2 separate regions of the Zea mays genome follow, and region 2 is linked to region 1. The links are chromatin contacts, called in public Hi-C maps. All regions are on one chromosome and are shown on one strand. Each heading gives the region's core, a stretch centred on a gene start, on an enhancer-like site or on the middle of the called end of the contact. The rest is flanking DNA. Distances are from core to core; before and after follow the strand shown.

Region 1 (7,829 bases), core at 3,954-6,453:
ATCAAATAATTATAGGGTTAGTTCTCTCGGATTCTAAATATAGTACCTCATATACTGAAGCCATATCCTCATTTCCTCTTATTCTCCAACCATTTATTTCCTAAATAGCATTATTTAAGGTCTAATTGTTGAAGTTAAATTTTCTTTTGAGCCCCTAAATACTTTATATACGACCGTATTTCAAATTATAGGACTCTATTTTAGAGTTTATTGTTGGAGATGGTTAGCTTCGGTTATGCAACGGAAACTTACGAGAGGATGACTAAAATTAAACCACGAGTGCAAAATTGTGTGATCTGAAATTCCAACCATCAGTTAATACACACCAGTGTATGTGTTACTGTGTTTTAGTTTTTTTCTTTGACATGGAAAACGTATAGTTAGTGCACCCATATATCCGGGGGGTGTTTGAAACATGCGAATTTTCATTATAATTATATTATATGGAATTTGGTGAAAGAGTCCTCTAGCGTAATGGTTATGGTTTTCGAGTAGAACATCTAGGCCCGGGTTCGATCCCACTCGGAAGCGAATTTTCGGACTTGGTTAAAAAATTCCCTCGTTGTGGCTCACCCGCTCTCGGCCTCTCGGGGAACGAAATCCTGTGCGTCACCCTACAACTAGGCCGTTGAAAAGTGAGTAATTAATCAGCCCGTTAGTGATGGGGCCTAGGGTTCGGGAGTTTTCTCAGTTAAAACCATATTTCGATCTCTTCTTAATATAATACAGGGAGGGTTGTCTTTCCCTCTCCGGCCGAGTTTATATTATATGGAATTGGATCATTCCCAGTATACTATGAACTAGAACCTAGAGGGAGATAAAAGGTCATGTTTAGAGCCCCTTTGCTATGATTTTTTGGGCAGCTCTAGCTCTGGCTCGTCGTAAAGCCTTACCAAACGGTTACAAAAAGCGACTTCTCGTCGAGAGACTTTCAAGAGCTGGACCTGTTTTTTTGTTGGAAGTCAGAACACCAAAAATCTGACTTCTATCGGCACTTCTTATCCTCATACACCATTCCAAAGAAACAAAGAAGTTGTTTCGCGGAATTGCTAAACAGCTCTAACACCTTTAGTTCACGCTGGGCATTCGGGTTAGCCCGAATTTTCGGGTCGGGTAGTTTGGGCTTTTGACAATTCGGGCTTTCAGAAACAATACCCGAATATGTATCCAATTTAAGCAAAACCCAAAAATTCGGGTACCCGAAAAATTCGGGTTCGGGTACGGGTAGCCCGTTCTACCCGATTTCATTGCAGATCAATGTGACATCAAATATTTACACATGTATTTTTACAAAAATATCAGGAATCAAACACTAGAAAATGAGCATGCAGTTAGACTCTAGAACAGGAAGCACACTGGAAAATGAGCATGCAGTTCGGGCTTTTGAGCCATAAGCATGCAGTGAGAGTAGAAAATGAGCAAACTAGGAAATATTTCACCGTGAAACTGATCTTGATTAGTTGAGGAAATAGCAAACTCTAGAACCAGAAGCATGACTAATGGTTGGCCGGTTGGGTGATGGACTGCTAGCTGTGGCAGTCCGGCCAGGTGCTACGGCAGTACTGCACCACGGCGTGCTGGCATACTGGACGGAAGAGCAACATTAGTATGTCAACTGGGCAAAGAAAAACAACATTAGTACTGGTACTATAGACGCATGTGGTGATATTTATATAGTTCGGGTATTTGGGTATTTCGGGTACCGGATGTCGCTACCCGATTAAGCCCGAAATAATATCGGGTTTTAAGTTTTACTACCCGCATAAATGTTTCGGGTATCGGGTATTGGGCTATACGGGTTCGGGTTTTTCGGGTTTCGAGCTTCGGGCTCGGGTTTTATGCCCAGTGTGACCTTTAGTGACGACGTAGGGAGCTAGAGAAGCCGAAGCCGGAGCTATTTTTAGAGGAGTCGGAGTCCTGCCCAATACGGTAATTGGAACTCATGGATCTTAGATGCATGATTTTTACATGTCTATCACATATGATTGCATGCATTAGAAGTTTCCGACAATTTATTCTTCCTCTAAGGGCTAATTTAGAGCCACAAAACTGAAGATAATTGACGGAATTAAAATCCTATTCTTATTTAAATTTGAATAAGAAGGAAATTCTAGCCCATCCAATCCCTCCAATTTTGTGGCTCCTAAACTAGCCCTAAGATCATGTAAAATACCGTTTTCTATCTCAGTTTGTATTCCGAGAAACAGGACACGTAGAAACGGGTTTTCTGCTGAACCGATGCGTAGACTGACTTGTTCCTTGTTGAACTCAGGCTAGTACAGACAAGCAAGATGTGTAGAATAAGCCGCAGCTGACCAGCGCATGCAGTCAAGAGGTGGGCGGGCATGCTTCCATCATCGCTGAAATCACCCTGCAGACTTCGCATTTTGCTATGTAAAGAACAGACTACCCAGACAAGGATGTGTATAGTTGTAGTGCAAAAGCAACAGGATGCACCATAGACAGAGACAAGACATTTTTGCTATGTAAGAACAGACTGCCCAAAATCTTTTAATAACCAATCAAATGAACGGCTTGTTCTGACAAAAAAACACATGGCCAGTTTGAGCACGTGTGCAGATCCACCTCAAAGTTTCGAAACGATTTCGGGTGGTGGCTGTGATGTCGTTTGAGGCAGGCAGCTGCGTCGTTCAGGCACCTGGAACAACAAAAAAAGGCAACAGTAAGAATATGTGCACATGAAACGTAAGCTCTGTGTGTTCAAGTGATCTTCAAGGGGTGTTCTCTTTTTTTAGTGTTATTACCTTGGCGCCAGATGTCTTCGGGAGGAACCCCTTGTCTTGAAGGGACTTCACTGCTTCGTACAGGTACCCATGCACTGGCGTGAACTTGACGCCAAGGTCCTTCAGAGGTTGGTTCGTAAACTTGTAGCCCTTCTTCAGTGGGTTCACCTGATCCTTGCACCTGCAAAAACAAAACAAAAAAATAGCATGCTATCAGTGTAGTGCTGCAACAGCAAAGAGCAAATGCATTTGTCTCGAAGCAGTTTGGGACTCCAGACAGGCAGACACCATGTATATATGTTGTTGTTGCTATATCTTCAAAACAAGGTGATGTTTTTTTTTTCTTTTTTGCCTTGAGGTACCCCTAGGGTCGTCCATCCATGTGCTGCCTTCAAAGGAAAGAATAGGCATTGCTTTGCTTTTAAGGAATCGTCCAAGGCACCGGTCAGTCGGTCACACCTACCTCTTCAGTTTATCAGCATAACATTTGCAATTGCAAGCCAAGCGCAGTTACTAAATTAAAATTCATTCGGTTTTTTCTGACCGGCTCGTCCTATTCATTTTTTTTGGAAAAATTGAAAAATTCAATGCCACATTTAAAGTAAAACAATATCACCGCGAAAAATAACAATAATTATAAATTTTTTAAATAAGATAAGTCAGTCAAACTTAGAGTAAAAAATCAAGCGAATTATAAATTAGAACGGAGAGAGTAAGAAAAGACTGGGCCGCATGATCATTCACATGACTAAAATGCACTCCGGGTTTCAGTTTTCTATTACGTGGAGTATCTTGGCTTATCTAAGCATGGATACCCATCATCTGACTCGTAGCTAACAAAGTACTGTGCAGCATCATCAGATGGACTTTTCTATCCATGGAGAGCTATTCTTGACCTTGTCCAAAGGACATTAACTAGTCGTTACTGAGCAGACCAACTAGGCTACTCGTCATAAACCCTCCTGGCCATGGATTTCTTCAAATATCATCGTGCACAAGTTGAATTTTTGGAGCAGTCCACCACTATTTCCTTTGATAGCACATTGTTCGAAACGACGAAACCATTATTAAAATGCCCATACCTTGTCGGAATAGGGTACTCCGGGAAGAGTCCGGCGAGGATGCGGCAGAGCTCGCCGCGGTGCAGGGTGCGCTCGGCGCAGACGTACCGGCGGCCGCCGGCTCCGGGCGCCTCCAGCACCCTGACGTGCGCCTCGGCGGCGTCCCTGACGTGCACGTAGGCGTGCGACTCGTTGACGTACTCCTTTGTCTGTCCCGTGAGGTACTTGAGGATGTGCAGGGTGCTGGTGTTCATACTGGGCTGCAGCAGCTCGCCGAGCACCACCACCGGGATGACCACCGCCAGGTCCAGCCCCCGCGCCCGCGCCGCCTCCCACGCGCCCTGCTCCGCCACCGTCTTTGCGTAGCAGTACCAGTTCTGTGAGAATTCATTCATTCCAACGGCGTCAGGACTCAGGACTGGCCGCGCGCCGGAGCGGGGGTTCTTTCTTTTGTACTAATTGATTCGCAGGCCGGGCGAGAGTTTTTTGTTTACCTCGGTGCTCTTGCAGTACTCGAGGTCGCTCCAGCTGGAGTCGCCGAGCGGGGCGTCGGGGTCGCGGCGCGGGTCCATGTACATGGTGCCGATGGTGGAGGACAGCACCAGGCGCCGCACGCCGGCGTCCGCCGCCGCCTCCACGACGTTCCGCGTCCCGGCGATAATCGGCTCGATGATCTCCTCCTGCAAGCCAGGGGTGAATGAGAAGCTTCAGTTTTAATCCTTGCGCTCTCGTGTTGTACTGCTTCCAAGGAGAGGGCAAGAGGCGAGGTCTCGTCATTGGCGGGCGGGCGGGCGGGCGGCGGTGCTTACGGGGTTGTCGTGCATCGGCGAGGCGGTGTGGATGACGCCGTCGCAGCCGCGGAAGGCGGCGCGGAGGCTGGCGCGGTCGAGCAGGTCCACCTGCAGCATGGTGAGGCGCTCCGCCGCGCCGTCGAGCGCCCACAGGTGCGCGTTCTTGGGGTCAGCAGCTGCGCCGCCAGCCGAGTCGGGATTCGAGAGATCCAGCCGCCGCCACAAGCGACAGCCAAAGACAACCCGTCACGTCAGAGACATTCCGGCGCTTTTGTTGGGATTGCGAGGAGGAGAGGAGACGGAACGGACAACGGAGAGAGAGGGAGGGAGGGGAGGAGCAGGCAGCGACCAGCGCGTACCAACCTTCGCGGCGGGAGGTGCCCCGGACGGCGTACCCGCGGGCGAGGAGGATCTTGACGATCCACGAGCCGATGAAGCCGCCGGCGCCGGTGACGCACACGACGGCGGCCATCGCGCGCTGTCGCCCAGTCCCTTCTTCTTCCTCCTCCTCTCGAGCGTGACGGGCGCCGGGCGGGCGGTGATGCTGGTGCCGGTGCCGGGTGGGTGCGCCGCGCACGGACGGCCGGACGGGTGAATGGGTTCGTCCGAGAGCGGGCTGAGCAAATAGGGGCAAGCATTTATCCGCGGAATCGGGACGAAATGGTACGGTGAAGGGGCGGAAATGGCACAGAACGCGGGTGTCTCAAGGCGGTCGCGGTCGCACCAGGCCGTCATGTGAAACGCGAGTGCTACGACCTTGACGGCGACGAAGACCAACACCACCAGTGGATACCGCGCCTGGTGTGTGTGTCTGTCAACCTTGAATACAAATGCCAACGGCGAACCGTCATCCCATTATCATTTTCTGCCTATTGTGTTAAACGTGTGGTACAGGTAATAGTGCAGGAAGCCGTCTCTAATCTCTTGTTTATGACTGCCAGTGCCACCAGCCACCAGCAGCTGTTTCTGTACTGCTGGTAATAGTACTAGCAATAATAATCACGCTGAAAAAATGGTGCCCTGCAAGCACAGCAGGGATCACGTGCCCGGACACGTCGCAGTTGTTTGGTGGGGCTCCGCTCATGCCACTTGCCAGTGTCGTGCGGGGTCGGTGAAAGGGAGGGAAACGTCGCGGCCTTGTGCGACGCGCTGAAGGATCGGAGCCACCAGTGGCCAGTGGGTGATGCATCGCTGGGCCCTCGACGTCCACGTCGGCACGAATCCTCGGTGCCTGCCGACGCAAATCTTTGCTAACTCCAAAACATCTAAACTGATAGACTTTTGTTACCTACAATCCTATGTTTCTGATTCGGTTTTCTAAAACAAAATACAGATACATCCTATATTATATTAGTTGGCAGAGGTTCATATCATATCAGGACAGGGAAGGCGGAGAGGATCATATCATATCAGTGAGGAAGCACACGGCGAGAAGACGCGGGAAACCACTGCTACGGACGCACGCGAATGGATTAGGGAGAGTCCTGGTTCCCGCAAATATGCAGGAGGGAAGCTATCGATGCGGGGGAAGCGAAAAAATGGGAAAACAATAGGCGTCTGTTGGAGAGGAGTTATCGTCCTTTTTTCTTAAAAAATATTTTGAGGTTGTTTTAGCATCTCTTTTGGATTTTCTCTAATACCCATCCATTTTTGGATACTCATTACATCCTTTGCGTACCCACCCAAAAATACATCTTCTATTTGACTACCATTATCTCTAACAATAACCATCTAGACCGAATTTTTTACATTTTGGTCCTTTCTCGGAAAAAAATCACGTTTAGACACTAGAAAATTTTAATGTCATTTTTGGACCCTTTGCTCGGCGCCGTAGCCTATGGCGCCGAGGTAACACAGCTCGACGCCATAGGCTATGGCGCCGAGGTACGTGCTGCGCTGGCGACGTGATATCGAGCTCGGCGCCATAGATCTTGGCGACGAGCTTAGTTGTGTACATGAAACTTGTCTAGCTCAGTCGGTAAAGCACAAGTGGTTGTGGGTTCGAGCCACACAGTGGATGTTTTTTAATACTTTTTGTCTTTTTCACTGATTTTTTTTTGTTGTCCAGATTTTTCGTTTATGTCGCTGATTTGTCCGTCCAGATTTATTTCTCATCTATATTTTTTTTGTTTTTATGACTAATTTGTTTATTCGTCCAGATATTTTTTTTGTTTATCCGGCGAGCACAACGGCTGTGTGCCACAGTGGCCGTGAGCCGTCAACTTTCCCCCTTGTTTGCTCAGCTAACCTACACCTAGGAAAATCAAACTGAACCGCAAATAGACTATAATGTTTAAAACTTCTTTTGGAAATGCAATTTGAAGATTAGCATAGGAATAACAATTATGTTTCTCTTTATCAACCAAAAAGTGACCTACAAAATAATAGCATGGTTAGATCTATGCATCGTTCCCTTGATGGGAACTCAGCATTGAATGGAAAGGTTAATTAAATCTGCGGATTAACTATACTGTTTAGTTTAGTAGTATGTAAATTAAATATAAAAGTGAGGGACTGTACAGTCCCCCTACACACAGACACAAGCTCACAAAGTATTTTGTCCACTTGAAAAACTTAAATTTGTTTGAAAAACGTCATGGTAAATGGAGGGAATGGAATTAGGTATCACCTAGTGGAGTAATTTATGTAGTAAATTCTAAAATATATCATCCATGAGACAAGTATATAATAAGTATACTTTTATTTAGTGCAGAGGAAAAAAAGATAAATATGTGTGCTTCTTTTTACTGGGAATATGTTATTATGTATTTAGAATTTATGTTCAAAAGAACTCAATGAAAATATAATATTTTTATTTGGTCACGATTGAAGTAAGAGTGTTCTTATTCGATTTTTATTGTGGTTAGTTGAGCAAATAAGGGGAGGAGTTGACGGCTTGCGACCACTATGGCACACAGCCGCTGTGCTGACCGGATAAAAAAAATCTGGACGAATAAACAAATTAGTCACAAAAACAAAAAAAAGATGGACGGACAAATCAGCGACATAAACGAAAAATCTGGACAAAAGAAAACAAATAAGTGACAAAGACAAAAAGTATTAAAAAACGCCCATCGTGGGGCTCGAACCAACGACCACAAGGTTAAGAGCCTTGTATTTTACTGACTAAGCTAGACAAGCTTTTTGTATAGAATGGAGCTCGGCGCCAAGATCTATGGCGCCGAGCTCGGTACCACGTCGACGCCACGACGTCCGTTTGTGCCAGCGCAGCA
Region 2 (7,829 bases), core at 1,620-4,119, 440 kb before region 1:
GACCAAACATGATAGATGTTAAACTTCAGTCACCGAAATAAATTTTACCTCCTAGGCTTAAAACTAAAGATGCCCTTAGTTGAAAACTATATGCGCATCATCTACTGCACCATATATAACAGCCACAATACAGCGTCAATTCCTTCCAGCCCGATGAATCAAGCGGAACTTCCCAGACTTCACGGGTTGAGTAGAAAACAAGTGATGCCTGGTGCAGTAGATAATGGTGGTGGTCCTCGTCGTGATGGATTGCGGCGCCCGCGGTTGGCCGACAGAGTAGATAGTAAGTAATAATCAATATTATTATGCATGTATATAATAAATAAAAAACGGAGCCTTACAGCAGCGTCCTGGCTGGCGGGTCAATCGGCAAGCAAGCGGGGGTCGGGGGGAGGCGGCTGGTGGGCGGCGGAGCAGTCCGGTCGTCCACCGCCCCACGTTGTGGCCGGCCAGTCGTGCGGTGATGGCGACGGGCGGCGACCTCCGAACCTTCCCGTGAAAGACCTCTGGACGAAGACGAGACGACCGCACTCTGGTGCCCGTGATGGCGTTTCTTTCTAGAGGCTGGGCCATGGGCTACTGACTCGCTGGTCTTAATTAGTGAAAAAGGTGTGACTGCCCGTGAACTGACGACGGCTACCTGTTGAATGCCAACGCAAACGGTGCCGTGGTCGACGGTTGGTAATTGGCATGCTTGCGGTGCTCCGACGGCACCGTGGGCGGAACGCAGAGTCGTGGAGTGGAGCGCCGGACCGACCCGCACGTGTTTGACTAGCCAAGCCACACAGCTCTGCCCAGGAGACCGGCCGGGCCGGGCCGGGCCACCACCACCGCCAGCCGCGGCGGCCTTGCGTTTCCACCCAGCTTCCCTCCCGCGCGGCGCCGACGGACGCAAAACGTCGCACGTGGGCCACGGCCAACTTCAGCCCGCGGTGATCACTCTGCTCTGGCATCTGGGCCCCGCGCCATCCCGCTGGGTCGCCTACTTTTCAAACCCAATCCTCGGCGAACTACTACTCAGGAACATTTGCGAATGCGCGGGTGGCCCACAGCTCAGTCGCGCCTGCTACACAGTCCAGTAGTATACCTCTGTTATTATTACTCCCCTATGGAAATTTTCAAACTCAAGTTGGTTCATTCCTGGTCTCATTCTCATGAAACATAGTGCTAGGGAAAAAATAAGTTTCATTTGATCAATTGGATGAACAGTTTCGCCTACAGCTAACAACTAAAACAGTGCGAGGGATTGGTTGGTTGTACGATTTCATGTTGTTTTTTCCTATGCTAGCTAGCACGTAGTGTTTCGCATGTCGCGTCGTCGACCACACCCCCGCCGGCGGTGACGACGATCTCTGTTCCACGCCATGTCCGGCCGCGCGCCGTCCTCCCCTTGTGTCTGTTCCTCCTCCTGCACAACTGCAGAGTGCAGACCCCTCGTGTCTTGCTCTGTTACCGCTGTTTCGCTCTGACAGCCAAGCCAGCGCTGCGCAGTTGACCATTGCGGCGTGCGCTCGAAGACAATCTGATCCAGAATCTCCTGCGATGCCAATCTCCCAATCCATCCGATCCGTTCCGTCAGTCCTTGGTCGGCGACATCTCGAAGAGCCGGCCGGACAGCGCGGTGACGAACGCCGCCTTGAAGCTGGGGTCCCGCGTCAGCGTCATGGCCATCTGCTCCGCGAGGTTCCGCCGGATGAGCTCCGACGCCGCCGCGGCCACGGGCGGCTCGCATTTCACCGCGCCAACCGCCTGCTGCTGCTGGTGCTGCTGGACCTGCTGGTGGTGGAGCGGCGCCGGAGCGGCGGCGACCGGCCTCGGCGGCGACGGCGGCTTCTTGCTGGCGCCAGGGCTGGAGCCGTCGTGCGGCGCCTGCGCCTGTGGCGGGGGCTGGCCGTGGTTGTGGTCGCCCTCGTACGTGGCGACCAGGATGGTGGGGTCGTCGGCGCTGCGCTGCACCTTCTTCTTGACTGGGCAGGCCGGGGCGAAGGAGCAGCGGAAGTAGGCCCGCGGGCAGGGGTTGTCCTTGGTAACCTTCTGCCCGTACTTGCGCCACTGGTACCCGTCCTTGACCACCAGGCTGAGGTCGGCCGGGTCGGCGTGCACGTGCAGCTTCGACACCCTGGGCTTGCACTCCGCCTCCCGGATGCGCTTGCACGGCTCGCCCGAGGTGCACTCCGTCTGGTCCGGCGCCACCGCCGGGTAGTGCTGGTGCAGTAGCTGCTGCGCGGGCGGCGCGGTGTCCGTGCTCTCGCTCTTGCGCTTCCGCGACGGCGACACGGACCCGCCCTCCGACGTGGACGACGGGTGGTTCCCGCAGGCCGTGGCCGCCGCGGCCACCATCTCCGTGTACTGCCCCCGCAGCGCCTCGTACTTGGAGGCCACCTCGGCCAGCGCCTCCGCCAGGCGCCGGTTCTCCTCGCCCATCCGCTGCAGCTCCGTCTCGAGAGCCGCGACCTGGGATCAAATCAAGGGGACAGTCCGTTAGAGTCTTTGCTCGTCGTCACGCCCGCCGTCTCCGTCCAGTCCAGGTGGGGTGGGTGCATGCTTGCGTCGCACATAGGATCGGAGTGTAGTGTATATATGCGTACCTCTGGTTCTTTCTTTGGAGGCGGCAGGAGGAAGTTCTCCTCGACGAGCAGCTTGGGCCTGGGCAAGGCGACGGCCACCGGCGCCTGGTGGTGGAGGCTGAGCGGCGGCAGGCCGACGCGCAGGTCAAGGCTCAGAGAAGGCTGGCTGCTGATCCATGGATCCATCTGCTGACTGCTTCCTTCTTCCACCTCGGTGTCCAGGTCGACAAGAGACGTGTAGAGCGGTCGACGGAGAAGAGAACTTGGAGAGTAGAGAGAGGAGGAAGAGGAGTAGAGACGCTTGAGAGTTGGAGTGGCGATTGCTCGGGACATGGCGTGATTTATATAAGGACTGGGGACTGGGGGACTCGACGACCCGGCCGGGAATATCGAAGGAGGATGGTCCGTCCGGGCGGTCTCATCGGCTAGAAGAAGAGAGAGAGAGAGAGAGAGAGAGAGAGAGAGAGAGAGAGAGAGAGAGAGAGAGAGAGAGAGAGAGAGAGAGAGAGAGAGAGGCGCTGCCAGTGCCAGCCCAGCGCACGTCGCCATCACTCGCACACGCGCCTGTCCTCTTCTCCGGTCGCGCGGCGATCGAATCAGCAGCTGAGCTGAGGCGAGACGAGAGACCGCATAAACAAACAAGGGGCCGTGGAATTCGCGCACGCGAATGTGGCGGGGGAATACTGCTGCTACAACTACTAGAAGAATAGGCGAGTGGTGGGGCCCGGGGCGGGGGTCGGAGGACGACGACGACGAAGCGCACTGGAGGTTGCCGATGGACCAGCAGGAGAAGACGTGACTGACCGTGATGGCGACGCCGACGCCGTGGCCTCTGCCTCTCTGCTGAAATATTTTTTTTCAGTGCTGGTACGCCTATTTGTCACGAGTCGGGTGGGACGGAGGCGGGTGAGCGAAGCCTTGGTTGGCCTCGGATAGCATGTCGGCCTGCGGATGAGCCGCGAGAGGATGACGGCGATGGTCGCCTGCAGGTTGGGTGGCGGTGGCTCCGGAAGTCAAGAAAATACACCACCACACATGCCTAGGAAAGATCGGCGGGGGGACCAATTGACGACTTTAGCTTGTTGACCAGCCTTTCTGGTCGGAAGAGCGAGAGCCTGGTAGTGGTAGCTTAGTTAGCACTAATTAATCCGGCAGATTTTAGACTTTCTCTGTTTCTGTTTTCTAAACAAACTTTTTTTTACAAAAAAAAGAAAAGAAAAAAGAGAGAGAAGAGCATGCGCATGTGGTGGTACTGCTGGTAGCTCTAGTCTAGGTGAGGGAAAGGTCGCTCCTGATGGCTGCGGCTTAATTTCCTTGCTAGGTGAGCTCCGGAGGCCCAAACTAATGGAATCAGAATAATCCGGCGAACTAGCTACCAACAAGTAAGTAGTATATACGTATCGCCGTGCCGCCGCCGTTGCCTAATTCTGACTGACCAAACATCCTTTCATAGTGCTCGCCGCACGGGGGGCGAGGATCAGTACGTACTTGCACCGTTTCTTTATGACCACCTTTGTTGCCGAGGTTTTTGATTGATTAGGCCGCCGTATGTAAGCAGAAGCGCTGTTCTTCTTTTGACTGACACGTCGCATGCAGGCGCGCGGCTTGTCGTTACCTTTGCGTTCTAGTACTTGTGCAGAGGTTTCTACAAAGATTTTGCGAGACCGGACCTGGAAATCCGTCTGTCTGCTGTCTTCGTTTCCGCAAGGCGTACAACTGTTCCTGTTCCTTGTTACTCGATCGGCCGACTACTTGCTTGCGATGGCGTGTATATGGCTAACAAGTTGAGCTGACCCATACGAGGAGTTTAATCGGTTTAAATTGGCTTGGAAGAGTAAGTTTTCCACGCTGGTTTTCGTCGTGATTGACTGCGTCGTCCGTTACCTTCGTCGCGCAGAAAACCTCGAGGGCTGGGGACGGATCGTAGTCTCTCCCATGTACTGGATCCTCTAGGCCACCACAGTCTACTACCACCCAGGATATAACCTAATTCTAGTATACTCTCTGCACCATGGTGCAATACAACACGCGCGGCGACGTCCCCGTCACGCCATGACACACAGTTCGCGCACATGTGAACCCACGGGGCGCCGCAATCCGTTGCGGCCCGGGCCCGGCCGGCCACCACATATATATATGAGTCTATCGTGGCATCACGGACGACGGACCGTCAGCTGCCGGGGAGGAACAGCAGTTATTAATGTGGCGAGAGACTTTTTTGCGTCCGGCATCTCGGTTTCCAACGCATTATCGTGTCCATGTCGTTGAGGAAGGTGGCTACTAGGACCTAGTAGCAGCTAGGAGGAGGAGAACCTGGACACTGGACTTGCTAGCTAGCTAGGAAGAAGGTCCAAGTTTTGCTCTACTTTTTTTGTCTTAAGATAAACGTATAAAGTATCGTTTTACGTGCTCACGTACGTCGTCGTCGTTCACGTCCAGGTCCATCATCAGTACAGCTCTGTCGCTGACCATAATAATAACCATCTTATTACTATTGTCGAAATAATAGATCGATGTGCCAGTATAGCATTGGTAGCAAGGTGTTTAAGCGGATGGTCCGGCCTCGTCCGCGGTCCAGACGGTCCGCGCCTCAGTTAGGGTTCCTAGTTTCTCACAGGATTTGTTGCCTAAAACCGTGGAATTAACTCGTGAAACAATTTGAAGCGGATCCAGTCCTCCCCTTTATATAGATGAAAGGCTACGGTCGATTGAACTCCCAACAATCGATCAAATCAAGTCTATTTCTCTTTTTTACCTTATGCATTAGGAGTAGCTCTAGTTTAGCCCTAATTTAGTATTTCAATCCCCCAAATTCTCCGCTTCTCTTCGACTCTATGTCGATTAGAGGAGTCTAGGTCGGCCTAACGAGCCTAGACAACACCTAGGATCTCTCCTCTCCGACGGGGTTCCTCCCAGGAGCGAGATCCAGGCGCCGCCGCGACCTTCGCCGCCCCTGCGCACGTGCGGACCATCCGGCATCTAGACGCGGACCGTCCGGCTGTCAGGCAGGGAACCCAAGCCCCTGTACCAGGTCGCGGACCGTCCGGCCCCGGGCCGCGGACCGTCCGCGCCTTTGCAGAGGGCACCGCCGCCGGTTCTCGTTATAGTGATTGGCGCTCGAAAAGGTGTCAACATACTTTTGGCGACTCCGCTGGGGACTAGATATCTAGATCTACTAAAAATCGGTCCATAGATGGCCGGTTCTAAGGATCACACCAAGATCTCCACCACCAACATCATCAAGCCGGCCATGGAGGCGCTCCCGGCTGATGACCAAAGACCCTTTGAGGACCTCATAATGCGCGATGAGAAGGAGGTGATGCGGCAATGGAACGAACAACGTGACAAGGAGGAGGCAGAATTGCTGCATAAACTCTCCGAACGACGCAAGGAGGCGACAGAAAAGTCTTTGTCACACTTCACGGTGGATTGCCACCAGAAGATCATCCGTCAAGGGGAGATCGATATGAAAGCTCGCCTACCTCCACTTCAGGGTCCTGCTGTAAGTACTCCAGATCTATCTCTTACGACTTTCATGGATCAACAAGGAGATCAGTTAAAGCAATATGTAGATGAATCTATTAAAATGCATTTACGTTCATACGAGAAATCAACTGCTCCTAGTTTTCCATCGCGTGAGTCTAATACAGAGCCACCCGCACCAAGCGCATCGGCTACAAATGGGTCACCCTTGACCCAACCATCATGTGGTATGCCGATGCACGCTTTCGTGTCACCATCACAGCCGCTGCCATTAGGCACGCGACAAGTACTGGACGCAGCCGGACCGTCCGAGCATCATCTCAGACAGTCCGGTTATACCGCGGACCGTCCGGCGTATTTTGCCGGACCGTCCGACCCGACGCAGGCCCGCACACAAAACGCTCAGGTCGCACCGTGCATGGTCGGACCATCCTAGTACAACCCCGAACAATTCGGCCCCATCACGGATCGTCCGGTACATTACGCCGGACCGTCTGGATATGTCACGGACCGTTCGGTACCTTATGTCGGACCGTCCGGATATGTTGCGGATCGTCCGCTATCTTATGTCGGACCGTCCGGATATGGCATAAACCGACCAGCGTATTACACCGGACCATCCGACTATACACGAGTCCACGCATAGACCGCCCAAGTCGTGCCATATATGATCGAATCGTTCGGGTACAGCCCTGGACCATTCGGCCCGATCACAAACCGTCCAGCCCTTTACGACGGACGGTCCGGGTACGAGACTACCCAGGCAGCACCATATACGGCTGGATAGTCCGGACACACCTTCGGACCGTTTGGCCCGGTTGCGGACCATCCGTCCCCTTACGCCGGACTGTCCGGGTATGCGTACGCGGAACCAAGAGTTGCACAACCATTCCCACACTCATCGCAGCAACAATATGGTACCCACCAGCAACACATTATAACCATGCCATGCCACCTCATGGACACAGGGCTGAATACTGTTCGGCCACTAGAGAGCCTGAGAGGTATAGGGCAGGAGCTGGTGATATTAATAGGACATCTAACACACACCTCGGACATCCCTGGGAGGAAAGCCGACAGAGTGATGTTAGGCAACCTGAGATTTCCACCCACAAACTTAATGGGTGGTCGCCAGACATGGCGGAGAGGATTAGAGATGAGGTAGCCGGAATGTTCAGGGACAAACTCGGTGTTAGTATGTCAAGTACAGGTCAATCGTATCGGAAGCCTTATAGCCACCGATTCGACATCGTGTCGTATCCACAGGGGACTAGGATACCAGACTTCTCTAAATTTTCTGGTGAAGGTGGGAAAAGCACGCACGAACATATAAGCCAATTCATAGCACACTTGGGAGAATTGGCTAATGGGGAAGCTTACCGCGTTCGTTTATTCTCGTTGTCCCTTACTGATACCGCATTCGCATGGTACGCAGCCTTGCCACCGAATTCTATTAACTCTTGGGAAGAATTAGAGCGGAAATTTCATGAACACTTCTTCTCAGGAGCACATGAGTTAGAATTGGCTAACTTAGCTTCAGTCCGACAGGGGCCTGAAGAATCGATTAATGACTATATCCGGAGGTTCCGGGACACTAGAAACCGATGCTTTCAGATCCGTGTCGCGGAAAACAGCTAACAGGACTGGCTTTCAATGGGTTGCGACCCTACTTAAAAGAAAAATTAGACGGCACCCAATTCTTTTCGCTAGTGCACTTACACCAGCGAGCTATGACCTGTGAAAGCCGAAGTAAGGAAACATCAAAATCGGCTAGCCATA

Evidence for each region. Hi-C and Micro-C count contacts between places; a contact is called where the count stands out from the background.
Region 2: a Hi-C map of leaf mesophyll shows a contact between it and region 1, with 3 times the contacts expected there. The contact joins the promoter of LOC100279570 here to the promoter of LOC100285564 in region 1. A contact is called at or near these places in 10 of 25 Hi-C or Micro-C datasets (bundle sheath, ear, endosperm and 3 more).

Annotation. Positions count from the first base shown.
Region 1 is chr5:94,461,487-94,469,315 of Zm-B73-REFERENCE-NAM-5.0, reverse strand. LOC100285564 (dihydroflavonol-4-reductase) reads right to left here and starts at 5,203. Exons shown (of 6, transcript NM_001158455.2): 1 at 4,960-5,203; 2 at 4,615-4,772; 3 at 4,300-4,485; 4 at 3,827-4,182; 5 at 2,766-2,925; 6 at 2,234-2,659. The coding sequence starts at 5,068. The coding sequence ends at 2,588. It overlaps LOC118472037 (a long non-coding RNA gene), which reads left to right. Exons shown (of 5, transcript XR_004849520.1): 3 at 2,273-2,683; 4 at 2,757-3,188.
Region 2 is chr5:94,902,277-94,910,105 of Zm-B73-REFERENCE-NAM-5.0, reverse strand. LOC100279570 reads right to left here and starts at 2,869. Exons shown (of 2, transcript NM_001152567.1): 1 at 2,589-2,869; 2 at 1,170-2,454. The coding sequence starts at 2,753. The coding sequence ends at 1,576.